Regions from separate parts of the Pan troglodytes genome. Here region 2 is linked to region 1. Evidence: chromatin contacts called from public Hi-C data. All regions are on one chromosome and are shown on one strand. The core of a region is the stretch at or near the end of the contact, and the rest is flanking DNA. Distances in the headings are between cores, read along the strand shown. Region 1 overlaps PRKCE (protein kinase C epsilon). Region 2 holds the start of LOC134807918.

Region 1 (6,000 bases), core at 1,300-3,799:
ACTCCTGACTTCAGGCATCATGTTTTTCTAAAGAGTTGCATGTGAATTTTATCCAGTGAATTTGTCCATATTATAAACACTGAGTCTGTGACTTTTCAGAGATTTCCACCAAAGTTCCAGAGGTAGTCTCCTAATTGACCTCTGCTGTCACCGACTTGCCAAATTAACTCTGTCTCCCATTCTCTCTGACACACGCTCAGGGCACACTTGAAAGCTCACAGCCATAGTGGAGCAGCTTATGCCGTACTCCCACTGTACACTTCTGTCCCCACCAGTAGTTGTGTGTTTATCAAAAGCCACTTGTATTTGTTCTTATTGTAATAAATAATTGTAATTAAATCTTATTTAAACTGAGATGAGTGTGAAAAAAAGTTTCTATTAAGACTAAGTTGAATGTGACGGAAAAAGCCAAAGATAAATTTCCTATAAAATTACTGTTGGCCAGGCATGGTCACTCATGCCTGTAATCCCAGCACTTTGGGAGGCTGAGGCGAGCAGGTCACTTGAGGTCAGGAGTTTGAGACCAGCCTGGTCAACATAGTAAAACCCCATCTCTACTAAAGGTACAAAAATTAGCCAGACGTGGTGGCACATGCGTGTAATTCCAGCTACTTGGGAGGCTGAGGCGGGAAAATCACTTGAACCCACAAGGCGGAGGCTGCAGTGAGCCGAGATCACACCACTGCAATCCAGCCTGGGTGATAAAGCGAGACTCTGCCTCAAAAAAAAAAAAAAAAATTACTGTTAAATTGTGTGAGAAAAATAATAAAGCTCTAAAAAGATTCCAAATTCACATTACTTCACAAGTATCTTTAAGTTTTTGCTCCACTAGAAAGAAACCGCAATTGGACTGGGCATGGTGGCTCACATTTATAATCTGAATACTTTGGGAGGTTGAGGCAGTAGGATTGCTTGAGCCCAGGAGTTCAAGACCAGCGTGGGCAACATGGAGAGACCATGTCTCTACAAAAAAAAAATAGCCAGGCATGGTGGCATGTGCCTGTAGTCCCAGCTACTTGTGAGGCTGAGGCAGGAGCATTGCTTGATCCTGGGAGGTTGAAGCTGCAGTGAGCCATGATCATACTACTGCACTCCAGCCTGGGCAGCAAAGCGAGACACACTCTCTCTCTCTCTCACACACACACAAACACACACACACACACAAATAGAAAATGGAAATGGAAATCATAGATAATGTTTGTCTGTAAGAGATGATGAGGGGGACCATACCTTAAAGAAATTGGCCTTCTGTTATTGGCAAGTGAGTACATATATTTGTTTTTCAGTATTTTCAGTTTCAATATTGTTAGTTAAAATACTTAAAGTACATACATCTTTTCTTTGCATGATTCTCTGCTTTACTGACTTTTTATTAAACAAACATTCTTCCATTCACCAAAGATAAGTGGGGCAGAAGAAAATAAACCCCCTCCTCTCAGAGCCGGCCTCAAGCTAAGAACTTTTGAAGTACTGTTTTAGCTAAAAAATATTAATACTTTAAAATTTGCATACTATACCATATTTATAAACAAAAGTGTTTTTCTTTTCCAAGGTCTTCATGTAAAATTGCAGCTTAGGGTTGGGCACGGTGGCTCACGCCTATAATCCCAGCACTTTGGGAGGCCAAGGCAGGTGGATCACTTGAGGCCAGGAGTTCCAGACTAGCCTGTCCATCATGGTGAAACCCCATCTCTACTAAAAATACAAAAATCAGCTGGGCGTGGTGACGTGCCTGTAATCCCAGCTATTCAGGATGCTGAGGCAGAAGAATTGCTTGAACCCAGGAGGCAGAGGTTGCAGTGAGCCAAGATCATGCCACCGCACTCCAGCCCACACGACAAAGTGAGACTGTCTCAAAAAAAAAAAAAAAAAAAAAAAATCGCAGCTTAGCTGAATTCTTGATAGAAGGTGGTGACTTAGATGCCTTCTCTTCTGGTTTGTCTGCTGTGTCTGTGTGCACCTGGACCCATTGTGCTCTGGAAAGCAGGCACACTGGAGTCCTGGAGTGCAGGCTGGCTGGCGCCTTGCAGTGCCTGCTGATGGCTGGGGTTTGGTCCCTGGTCTGTCCCCTGGGGTTCCCATGTCTATTGGTGAGGCGGCAGTGTGTGCTCATAGGAGACCCTCTGTCAAGAGGCTCTGTCGGGAGCCAGCCTGCTGCCCTGCCTTTGAGGCTGATCCTTCACCCTAGGAGGGCAGGCACTGAGGGCCAGCACTCTGGTCACGCCAAGGATGCTATGGCGACCCACTGAAGAATGAGCTATTACCCTGCCCACCCCTGCCTGCTGTGCCCCCAAGCACCCCTTGGGGGTTACTCACTTGCCTTCCTGGTATCAGGTTAAGAGGTTATTAGACCTTCCATTTATTCACTCAATTCTTTTCCCTGCTCTCCTGAGTAATAACTCAGGAACCCGTGTCCCAGCCATGCTGGGAACATGCTTAGAAAGTAAGGGGAAACCTTTGGGCCAGCACCCACGTGGTTTTGAATCACTCAAGGACAATCTGCCTGAGTCACTGGCTTGGTGGCCGTGGGCCAAGCAAGGAGTCATCCAGTAGCGCCTCTGCCCTCACTGTGCTCCTCCTCCAGGTTTCTGTACCGAAAGGAAGCCAGCGGGAGGCCCGGCATCCAAAACATTGACTAGTGTGCCCCCGTGTGGCTCTGGTGGAAGGGTTCAGAAAATGCAGCCAGGTTTTCCTAACCTTACCCACCAAGGCCAGAGGATGCCCTAAGGACAGCCTGCAGCCCCTGCACCCCTCTTTTTGCATAATCTTTGATTTTTCTTGTTATTATTTCTTAACAGTTAAGCACCTTAAGGCCTCATTTAACTTGAGTTAAAGAAGTGTGATTTTGGAGACCCAAAGATTTTCCACTGGTGTAGGGAATGTCTCCTCCCGGCTCTGAGAGACTTCCTCCAATCCACAACCTACTGCAGGTATGTGTTCTTATTAAAAGGGGCAGGGACAAAAGCTCTGCCTGTCCCTCTTGTACTTTCAGGCTATAATCAATCAGCAGGCACACCTGTTCAGACTGTGACATTGAATTTCCAGGATCAGGACCAGAGCCTGGTACAGACACAAGCCTTCCAGTACTTGTATTTTAAGTTCCATAGATGCTTGGACCTTTTGTGGGCTCCTGGGACAGTGATCATGAAAGAAGAGTGCTCCCAGGGGATGAGCAAGATGATCCCCTTTGGCTGGGAAGAAAAGATTCCATGTCCATCTGGTTTTTTTTACTCCTCTAAAAATGTTCCCTTTATAGTTTTATAATTGTACTTAAACAAAAATAATTGCACTTAAATAAAAAAAAAAAATTGGGGAGATTATAGCAGAAGCTGTTGGTGTCCCGGCCATAGCTGTGTCCCTTGGTCTGCCACAGAGGTCACTCCCAGAATACACTTAGGATTCCCTGTGTCTCCTTCTGAGGGTGACCTGAGCCACGATGTTATGGGATGGAGGCTAACACCTGGTAGGCCCCACATTTTTGACAATTTGGTTTTAAGAAAACTCATAGGTATGGCCACGCGTGGTGGCTCACGCCTGTAATCGCAGCACTTTGGGAGGCTGAGGCGCGCGGATCACGAGGTCAGGAGATCAAGACCATCCCGGCTAATACGGTGAAACCCCATCTCCACTAAAAATACAAAAAAAATTAGCCAGGCCTGGTGGCGGGCGCCTGTAGTCCCAGCTACTCGGGAGGCTGAGGCAGGAGAATGGTGTGAACCCAGGAGGTGGAGCTTGTAGTGAGCCGAGATCGCACCACTGCACTCCAGCCTGGGTGACAAAGTGAGACTCCGTCTCAAAGAAAAAAAAAAAAAAGAAAGAAAACTTGTAGGTATATATCATCGTTCCAACAAAAGCTGCCATTATCGAACGCCTACTGTGTACCTGGTACTTGATAATGATTACATTCTGTCACTCCAACTCTGGAAGGTAGATATTATCCTCCCCCACCCCACTTTTCTTTAAAGAGGTGAGGAAACTGAGGCTCAGCAATGACTGTGGGGATCTGGGAGCAGACTGCAGGTCTTGCTGGACCCAAGGCCCATTCGCCCTCCTTGCTGCCATGCTGGCTTCTCTACAGTGAGAGTAGCCTTTACGTTATGCACCACTAATGTCACTCAGAGGGTCCCGAGCCTTCCCCTTTGGCCTCTTCTTGTTCTCCTCCCTCTGTTCCTCTTGGATTCTCAGGAGCCAGTGTTACCCCAGAAATGAAGAATTAAAGACTGTTCACACCCACATAGAACCATCTGCTCTCTTAGCCTCAGGGCAGGGCTGATGGGGGTGGTATTTAGTCTCTTGGAGGTGGTATTTAGCCCCTTGGAGAGGTGGTGCAAATATAGAAGCTGGTGTGTAGATGGCTTGGCTGGAGGGGGGCTATCTGGCAATTCAATGCATCTTGTGAGTTTTGGAGAACTAGGGTGACTATATCATTTATCCTCCAAGAAAGGACACAGTTGAGAATGATAAGTGGCACTATACATAATTACTCTAAGAAAACAGGCAAAATCTAGGACTATCCTTAGTGACTTGGAACCTACATCCTCCCTACCCACTCTATAGATATCCCTGCATTTTCCACCTTGTGTCTGTGATTGACTTGTTGTGTCCCTTTCAACATTTCAGCGCCCACCCCTCAAACCCCCATCAAGCCTTGCAGCCGCTATTTATTCAGTTAGCAAACTTTTCCTGGCCTCCAATTTGCATTCTTTCCTAACTTATGGGTCCCTTCTCTTTTGCCTAAATGTTGCCTTTCCGTGGCTGTTTGACCATAAACTCATGGTATCATGCCTTATTCAGCAACTCTCAGAACAAAGTAAACAAATGTGCAAGTTTGCTTAAATTGAGAAAGCTTATATTTACAAAGTCGTGCCAGTTTTCTTTCTCACTCATCTACAGTTCTCTCAAACATTGGCCCTATTCCTGATGTATTAGATTGTAAACCCCTGAGGGCAGAGGCTGGGTGTTCTCACCCAGTTACACATGGTGGGCACCTCATTCGTAAGTCTTTCTAGCACATTCAGCGCTCTGCCCTCTGGAGTCTTGCGGCTGAGTCAACACTCAGGAATCCAGCGCAGTAGGCTAATTCCACGCTGGCTCTGACCTCATCCAACCCTGCTGTCCCAGTGAAATCCAGCCCACAGCACCCTGCCAGGGTGGAGGAGGTGCCGGGCTATAACTCTTCCCGTTGTTTCTTCTCCCGGAAAATATAAAACCAAAACCAAACATTATACATTATGCCCTCACTCACAGGGTCACTTGGAGGCTTCAATAAGACAAGGGATATAGGTGTGTTTCGGGAAAGAAATTTGATACAAGTGCCAAGTGCTGTTATTGAAGACCTTAGGCATTTATTTTGGTAGCACCCCAATAGTGACAAGAGATGGGCTTGTCTAAAGCCAGCACTGCCACCTTCCTCTGTGTTCACCACTTCATTCCCTGATGTCTTACTGTCAGGCAGTTGGGCCTTGGAGCTGCCCTTCCTTCCGCATGTTGCTCTTTCATCATTTCATACCGTATTCTCCTGTAGAGTAGCATCTGGGCACCTTCCTTTGTTGAGGTTACTAAGACTTTCAAAGAGACATTTCAACCCCAAGTCACTAAGAGAAAATGTAATGCAGCAAGTGATTCCAATGGCAGTTAGCTAATGCACTTTTTTTTTTTTTTTGTGAGAAGGCGTCTCACTCTATCGCTAGGCTGGAGTGCAGTGGCGCAATCTCAGCTCACTGCAACCTCCGCCTCCTGGGTTCAAGTGATTCTCCTGCCTCAGCCTCCTAAGTAGCTGGGACTACAGGTGCGTGCCACCAGGCCCAGCTAATTTTTGTATTTTTAGTAGAGACGAGGTTTCATCATGTTGACCAGGATGGTCTCGATCTCTTGACCTCATGATCTGCCCACCTTGGCCTCCCAAAGTGCTGGGATTACAGGCGTGAGCCACCATGCCTGGCCCGCTAATGCACTTTTAAGGCATGCTTGCTGTAAATTGTTTTGGGAGTCTCCCGTCAT
Region 2 (6,000 bases), core at 2,463-4,962, 280 kb before region 1:
GAATAGGGGCACCAGGCCATCTCCTTCTGCATCCATCAGCAAGCTCGATAGGGCTGCCTCTGATCCCTCCACCTCTTTGCAGGTATTAAGTGAAGCTTGGCCTGAGTCACTGCAACAGAATATAGAGCAGAGACGGGGCCAGAATTCGGAGCTGAGATGGGGCCAAAATAAGAAGACATGGCAGGGCAGACAAAAGCCCACCACAGGAGTATAGGTGTGGGGCAAAGTCTGAAGTGGGGCTCAGGGTCGGGTGGGGGCTTGGCTGGGGCAGGACCAGCGGAGCTCTAGAAGGTTTCTGTGTCATTATACTGCTGCGCGTTCCATCCCATGGCCCAGGTGGTTGGATTCTGTTCAGCGGAGCATGTGTGGAATGTATGATAGACCCTGACCAGGCAGACCTTTGCAGAAGCCCATTAACATTCTATAAATGGCAACAACCAGCACAGCAACAGGGACATGAATATTAACGCGCTAGTCTACGGTTCTGGCTCCCCCTTCCCCGCTTCCTCCAGCTGATCTAAACAGTATCCACAGACAGTTTCAATTTTGATTATACAGAGTGTAAATCATCTTCAGACTTGGATCTTCTCTTTGTCTAATACCCTGTTTTGAGGTGAGCCTTCTGGAGGAAAATTACAGAAGAGAAAAATATTTATCCATCACAAAATCGCCTTTGTAAAGTATTAACTCTAGTTATGCTGCTTGCCCGCTGGAATGTTTGGTGTCTCTCCAGGAAAAAGTTGAGACCCATCTGCAGGCCCTCTGAGGTCTTAACTATCAGGTTCCTAATTACTTCATCTCCTGTTACTACCTGCCACAAGTGGGGCACACCTGGCCGCTTACCTGAAGAGTCATGGCTTTCCTACCTGTACACATTATACTTTTTGCAGCCAGTACCCTTCCCTTTCCTCTTTGCTGCTGGAAGAACTCCTGTTGGAAAGCCTAGACTCAGCTCAAAGGATTCTGCTGGTTGATGCCTTCCCAGGCTCCCCAGGCAAAGGGGTGATCCTTCTTCTGTGCCACTCCTATCCATAGACCTATTGCAACACTGATCGCCCTGTCCTGGCCACATCTGTTGTTCTATTCTTTACTCATAAGCCTTAATTTTGAAAGGAGAAAGGCTCCATTTTGGTCATCTTTGTTAAATTATTGTATCATTTTCTTCCTTCTCACAAAGATTATGAAATAACTAGGCCATAGTTGGAATCCAAAGGTCATTTTACTCAATGTATATGCTAACCACTGTCTTATCCTTTGGGATTGGAGACAGGGGCTGAGGGAAGGATGAAGCTGGCAATAATTTCCTATTGGAATTTTACCTTCTAAGCCCCCTCCTCGGGATTTTCTTTTCACACGAAACCTGGAGCAGGGGGTTATTTTGGACCTGCCTCTCCTTCAGGAAAACTTAGACAAGCTCACATCTGGCATCTCCATGATGTCCCTGGGGAATTCAACTTTTCATTTGGCCAAGTTTGAGAGTAGGAAGGCGAGAGATTTATTTAGAAATAAGGAGGTAATAAGGGCAGGAAACTAGCAGTGTTTGCATGCAGACTACCAGCATTCTCCCTTTTTATGTAAACATTAATCCAATACAAAACATGTATTTTGTTTGACAAAGTCTTTTATTACCCTTGCTCCAAAAGAGTTGCTGTAATGGAAAGGAGACAAGCATTGGTCGCCCTTGAGAATTGCAGTCTGGTGATTTACACGGACTAACAGTCTGCTGAGCCAGCATGCTAGGAAATGGTGCTGGAAGTTTGTAGGTTGTTTTAAGACAGTCACTGAGATGGTAACAGACCCTATTTAATATATTTGGGGGCTGGGCATGGTGGCTCCTGCCTGTACAAGACTTACCCAAAGCAAGTAATGAGAACATATGAAGCACCAATTAGTCAAGGATCCCTAACTCCATGAAATCCTTGACTTTCCAGACTTCCCAACAGGATCAGGACTAGGGTGAGATGAGTGACGCACTCGGCTCAGGTACAAAATTTAACAGGTGCCAATAAACTCAGTAGTATAAATCTTTTAGTGCAATATTTAAAATTATTTAAAATGTGGATATTGTGTCCATTCTGGATTCTCACATTTTTATTTTTAAAAAATTGTATTAAATCTTTATGTTGATTACGTTTATTGGTACCCTTTACATTTTGCCACTGAAAAGTATCTCACTCATCTCACTTTGGTGCTGGCTCTGCTTCCCAAATGCATTTTCAGAAGATCAAGCCATATTTGCCACTGCCTTCCATCACATGCCCTGGAAAGGGGGAAAGAGGCTTCATGAGAATAGCAGTGTGGAAGGAAGAAGCAAAAGGGAAAAAAGTAATAATCAAAGAAATAAAAATTAAACAGCAATGAGATACCCCTGCTTGTGCTTTGTCAAACGGACATATTTTAAGATATCGTATCTCCAGCTGGGGGAGTGACAGGGTAAGACAACCATTGAAATCCTGGCTCTTTACATCGGAGCTACCTAGATCATACGGAAGACTGAATCTTCGCACCATCTCTACCCAGCTGCCCCGTTCAACAGGGCAGGCTGCGAGAAATTACTGTATTAGGAAGCTCCAGAGCGGTTGCAGGCAAAGGCTTTGCCTGTTCTTAGGAGATGGCCCTGGGACTTTTCGGATCATTTTTGGGACGTGTTTGCTGCACTTGATATCCTGTTTTTCCAGGGGACTGCCTCCTTCCTTGCCTTTAAGCCTTTTTAGGCTTTTAAGCCGCAGGCAATGATAACCTTTACCCACTGAGGAAAAAGTGATCGGGAGGCGCGTTTTAAATTTTGGTTTACACTAACCAGACCCGCCAGATGAACACTCAGCTTACCACAATACCTACAAATTCCCAGACTTGACTTGGCAGAAGGGCGAGGGCGGAGGTTTTCTTTCCCCACTTGCATAATCCCCAGCTCCCCGGCAGCGGAGCCGACCTTTTCACCGCCGCCGTCTTCGCGGGTGTCCCAGCTGGGCCGCGCCCCGGGGCCCAGCGCTCCGGCCCTGCCCTCCCGGGTTCCCAGTCTCGGGCGCGGGGCAGTCCCTCGCCGGCCGCCGGCCCGGTCCCGGCTCCCAGCCGAGGAAATTTTTCCCCAGCAGCCCAGGGCTCGCCTCACGTGACCAGCCGCGGCGGTAGCTTCCAGCGAGAGTTTAAAGGTTACGGAGGAAATTAGCATGGACACAGCCACTCGCCCCCCGGAGGGCGCGCCCCATTTTCCCGCAGCCTGGACGGCGGCTGTCAGCGCGCTGATCAGTGCCGAAGTCCCCCAAAGGGGCACCGATAAGGACCAGCGCAAATAGGAACAGTCACTTTGCAAAAAATAAACAGACCACAAACCAAGCCGGGGCTCTACCGAGCTTTCACTTGTCAACAAGTTCTCGCAGCCTGCGAAGTCCAGGACAGATCCCAAAGGGGAGAATGTCCCCAAAGAAAGGCAAGAGAGAAGAACAGAGTTTAAAACTTCACCCGAGCCATGCTTGTCCCTCCCCCTTCCCCCTCCCCCACCGCCGTGGATCACAGCGTCCCGGGACAGAGTGACAGATGGGCCAGAACTCCGCAGACTGCTCCTGCCCGCCGCGGCCGGAGTGGGGGTGGGCAAGGGAAGGGTCCCGAGGCCTCTAGGGCAACAGGGCCCCCTCCACTCCCCCATCCCCGGCTCTAAAAGACAGTGTTGGCCGCAGGGTCCCCGAGAGATACGCGGCCCGGCGGGGCCCATCCATGGCCATCCATGGCCCCCGGCAAGCGCATCCAGCCCAGCGCCACCGCTCCCCGGGGTCCCCGCCCCCCGGCTGCCCCGCCCGCCGCTGCGACCCCGGGCAGCCTCGCCCGCTCTCCACCGTTCTCTCCTCGGCTCACTTTTTCCGTATTGCTCCCCCAACCGGCAAAACTTTCTATTTCCCCAAACACTGCCGTGCGCGCGCGCGCGCGTGCACACACACACACTCACACACACACACTCACACACACTGACGTCTTTTGCGCATTTCCTGCATTAGAGGGAGGGAGACTCGCTCGCACACCGACAGAGGGAGAGGAGACCGCGGGGGAGCGCGGGCTGGCGGGCGGCGAGCGAGCGGCAGCCGAGAGCCGGGACGCGGGGAGCGCGGAGGGCGGGCGCCGGCGCCCAGGAGGTGGGGCCGCGCTGAGTCGCAGTCCCTGCCCCGCCGCCGCGCTGCGCACCGCCCGGTGCTGGCCTGCGCCCCCGAGCCGGATCGGCGGCCGCCCGGACTCCGAGCCCGCGCGGATGTGAGATTCCGGGCTCCTGGCGCCTCCCGATCGCCGGCTCCGGCGCGGCGCTGCTTCGCCCAGGAGGCGGCGGCCCCGGCTGGCCGTGGGGCTTGTGGATTTTTAAAAATTTGGCTCCGAGGAGGACCATTTCCTCTCGACATGCATCCCTCCGGATAGACTGAACATCCCTCCGTTCACCCCCCCGCCCCGCGCGGTCAGAGGCAGGCGCTGAGTGTGCGAAGAGGATCCGGGTTGAAATCTGCGCCCCCGGTTCTCGTCCCCGCCCCGTCCCACCGCCCCATCCCCCTCCCGGAGTCGAAATTTCCCGGGATTATGTTTCGGAAAGGTAGGTAAGCGCCGGGCGCGGCGCCCGCTTTCCCGCAGCCCGGAGCCGGAGAGCCAGCGAGGCGGCGAGGCAGCCCCCGCGGCTTGCAGCGGAGCCGACAGCTCGTCTTCTCTTCTGGAGGTGCAGCTGGTGGTCGGGGGGAGAGACTTGCTCCAAACACGGACATCCCCCAGCTCTCCCCCCTCCCTGTTTTCCGTTAGGAACCCGGCGAGGAAATACATGCACTGGCTGAGAATCGCCCGCGCCAGGGCGCAACGCCACAAGGTGTAGGGAGTGTGCGGGGTGGGGCGAAAGGGGACCCAAGAGTCCCTGTGGCTCGGAGTGCCGGGCCGTCGGTTCTTCATTCCTGCCCTCGGGGCAGACGGAGTGACCCCGGCCCCCACTCCCCGCCCCGACCATGGTAGTGTTCAATGGCCTTCTTAAGATCAAAATCTGCGAGGCCGTGAGCTTGAAGCCCACAGCCTGGTCGCTGCGCCATGCGGTGGGACCCCGGCCGCAGACTTTCCTTCTCGACCCCTACATTGCCCTCAATGTGGACGACTCGCGCATCGGCCAAACGGCCACCAAGCAGAAGACCAACAGCCCGGCCTGGCACGACGAGTTCGTCACCGATGTGTGCAACGGGCGCAAGATCGAGCTGGCTGTCTTTCACGATGCCCCCATAGGCTACGACGACTTCGTGGCCAACTGCACCATCCAGTTTGAGGAGCTGCTGCAGAACGGGAGCCGCCACTTCGAGGACTGGGTGAGTGTGGCGCCTCCCCGTCGTTCCGGGAACCCGGTTGTGGGGTCCCGGGGAAAGACTCGCTGGTCTTGATCGTAGGGCTCCGGGACTTATTGACGACTGGGGTGTGTGTGCCTGTAAGTCTCAGTTTCCTTGGGGAGGTACACTTCACTTCATAGTTGGGGAGAAACAGGCATTGGCGAGGAAGATGAGACTTGGAAAGAGGATGTGGCCCTCTGCTCCTTCTGTGCCCTCCAGTTGGTGGGTGCTGCGGGAGGTTTGCAAACTGGGAGAGCCTGGGCCGCTGGTGCTGAAGGTTGGCCAAGGACCCGGCTTTCTTCCGCAGGCGCGTGGTGGGCTGGCTGTGTGTGATTGTGTGTGGGTGGGTCCCTCCGTCCTTGGAAAGGCACGTGGAGCCTTTGACTGAAGGCTTCTTGCACGTCCTGGCTTTGTCCTGCTTAGCCGAGCGAGGAGTTGCTTTATTTTTCCCTCCGAGAGGAAGCTGGCTTGTTTCTATTCTCTTGCATGGTGGTTAGCTCATCTTCTGACATACAAGTAGAAAAAATGTGTTCTCCTCCAGGATGTCTCCTCTATGGTCCCAGAAACATCAGTCGAGCTTGTTTTGTCCAATTCGTTGCCCATCCATGCAGAATGAATGTTGCATTTTAAGAAGGGTTCTGCTTGTGGGTAATTGGAAGTCAGTGCT

The links. Hi-C and Micro-C count contacts between places; a contact is called where the count stands out from the background.
Region 2: a Hi-C map of induced pluripotent stem cells shows a contact between it and region 1, with 4 times the contacts expected there. The contact joins the promoter of LOC134807918 here to the enhancer-like site in region 1. A contact is called at or near these places in 5 of 7 Hi-C or Micro-C datasets (blood, induced pluripotent stem cells, a lymphoblastoid cell line and 1 more), 1 of 1 datasets of contacts at active chromatin or transcription factors (stem cell-derived excitatory neurons) and 1 of 1 other capture datasets (stem cell-derived neural stem cells).

What each region holds. Positions count from the first base shown.
Region 1 is chr12:76,770,195-76,776,194 of NHGRI_mPanTro3-v2.0_pri, reverse strand. The region is part of intron 3 of PRKCE (protein kinase C epsilon); the gene reads left to right. Among named protein-coding and RNA genes, the nearest start is that of PRKCE, 280 kb to the left of the region's middle. Within about 2 kb of position 2,549, at least 8 of the 24 cell types and tissues checked have an H3K27ac peak or open chromatin away from gene starts, as enhancers often do. A contact at or near this core is called in induced pluripotent stem cells, stem cell-derived neural progenitor cells and stem cell-derived neural stem cells, where this site is marked.
Region 2 is chr12:77,055,777-77,061,776 of NHGRI_mPanTro3-v2.0_pri, reverse strand. It overlaps LOC134807918, which reads right to left and starts at 3,712. Exons shown (of 2, transcript XM_063789894.1): 1 at 2,842-3,712; 2 at 1,450-2,260. The coding sequence starts at 3,712. The coding sequence ends at 2,217. It overlaps PRKCE (protein kinase C epsilon), which reads left to right and starts at 4,146. Exons shown (of 16, transcript XM_003308992.7): 1 at 4,146-4,570; 2 at 4,771-5,315. The coding sequence starts at 4,968.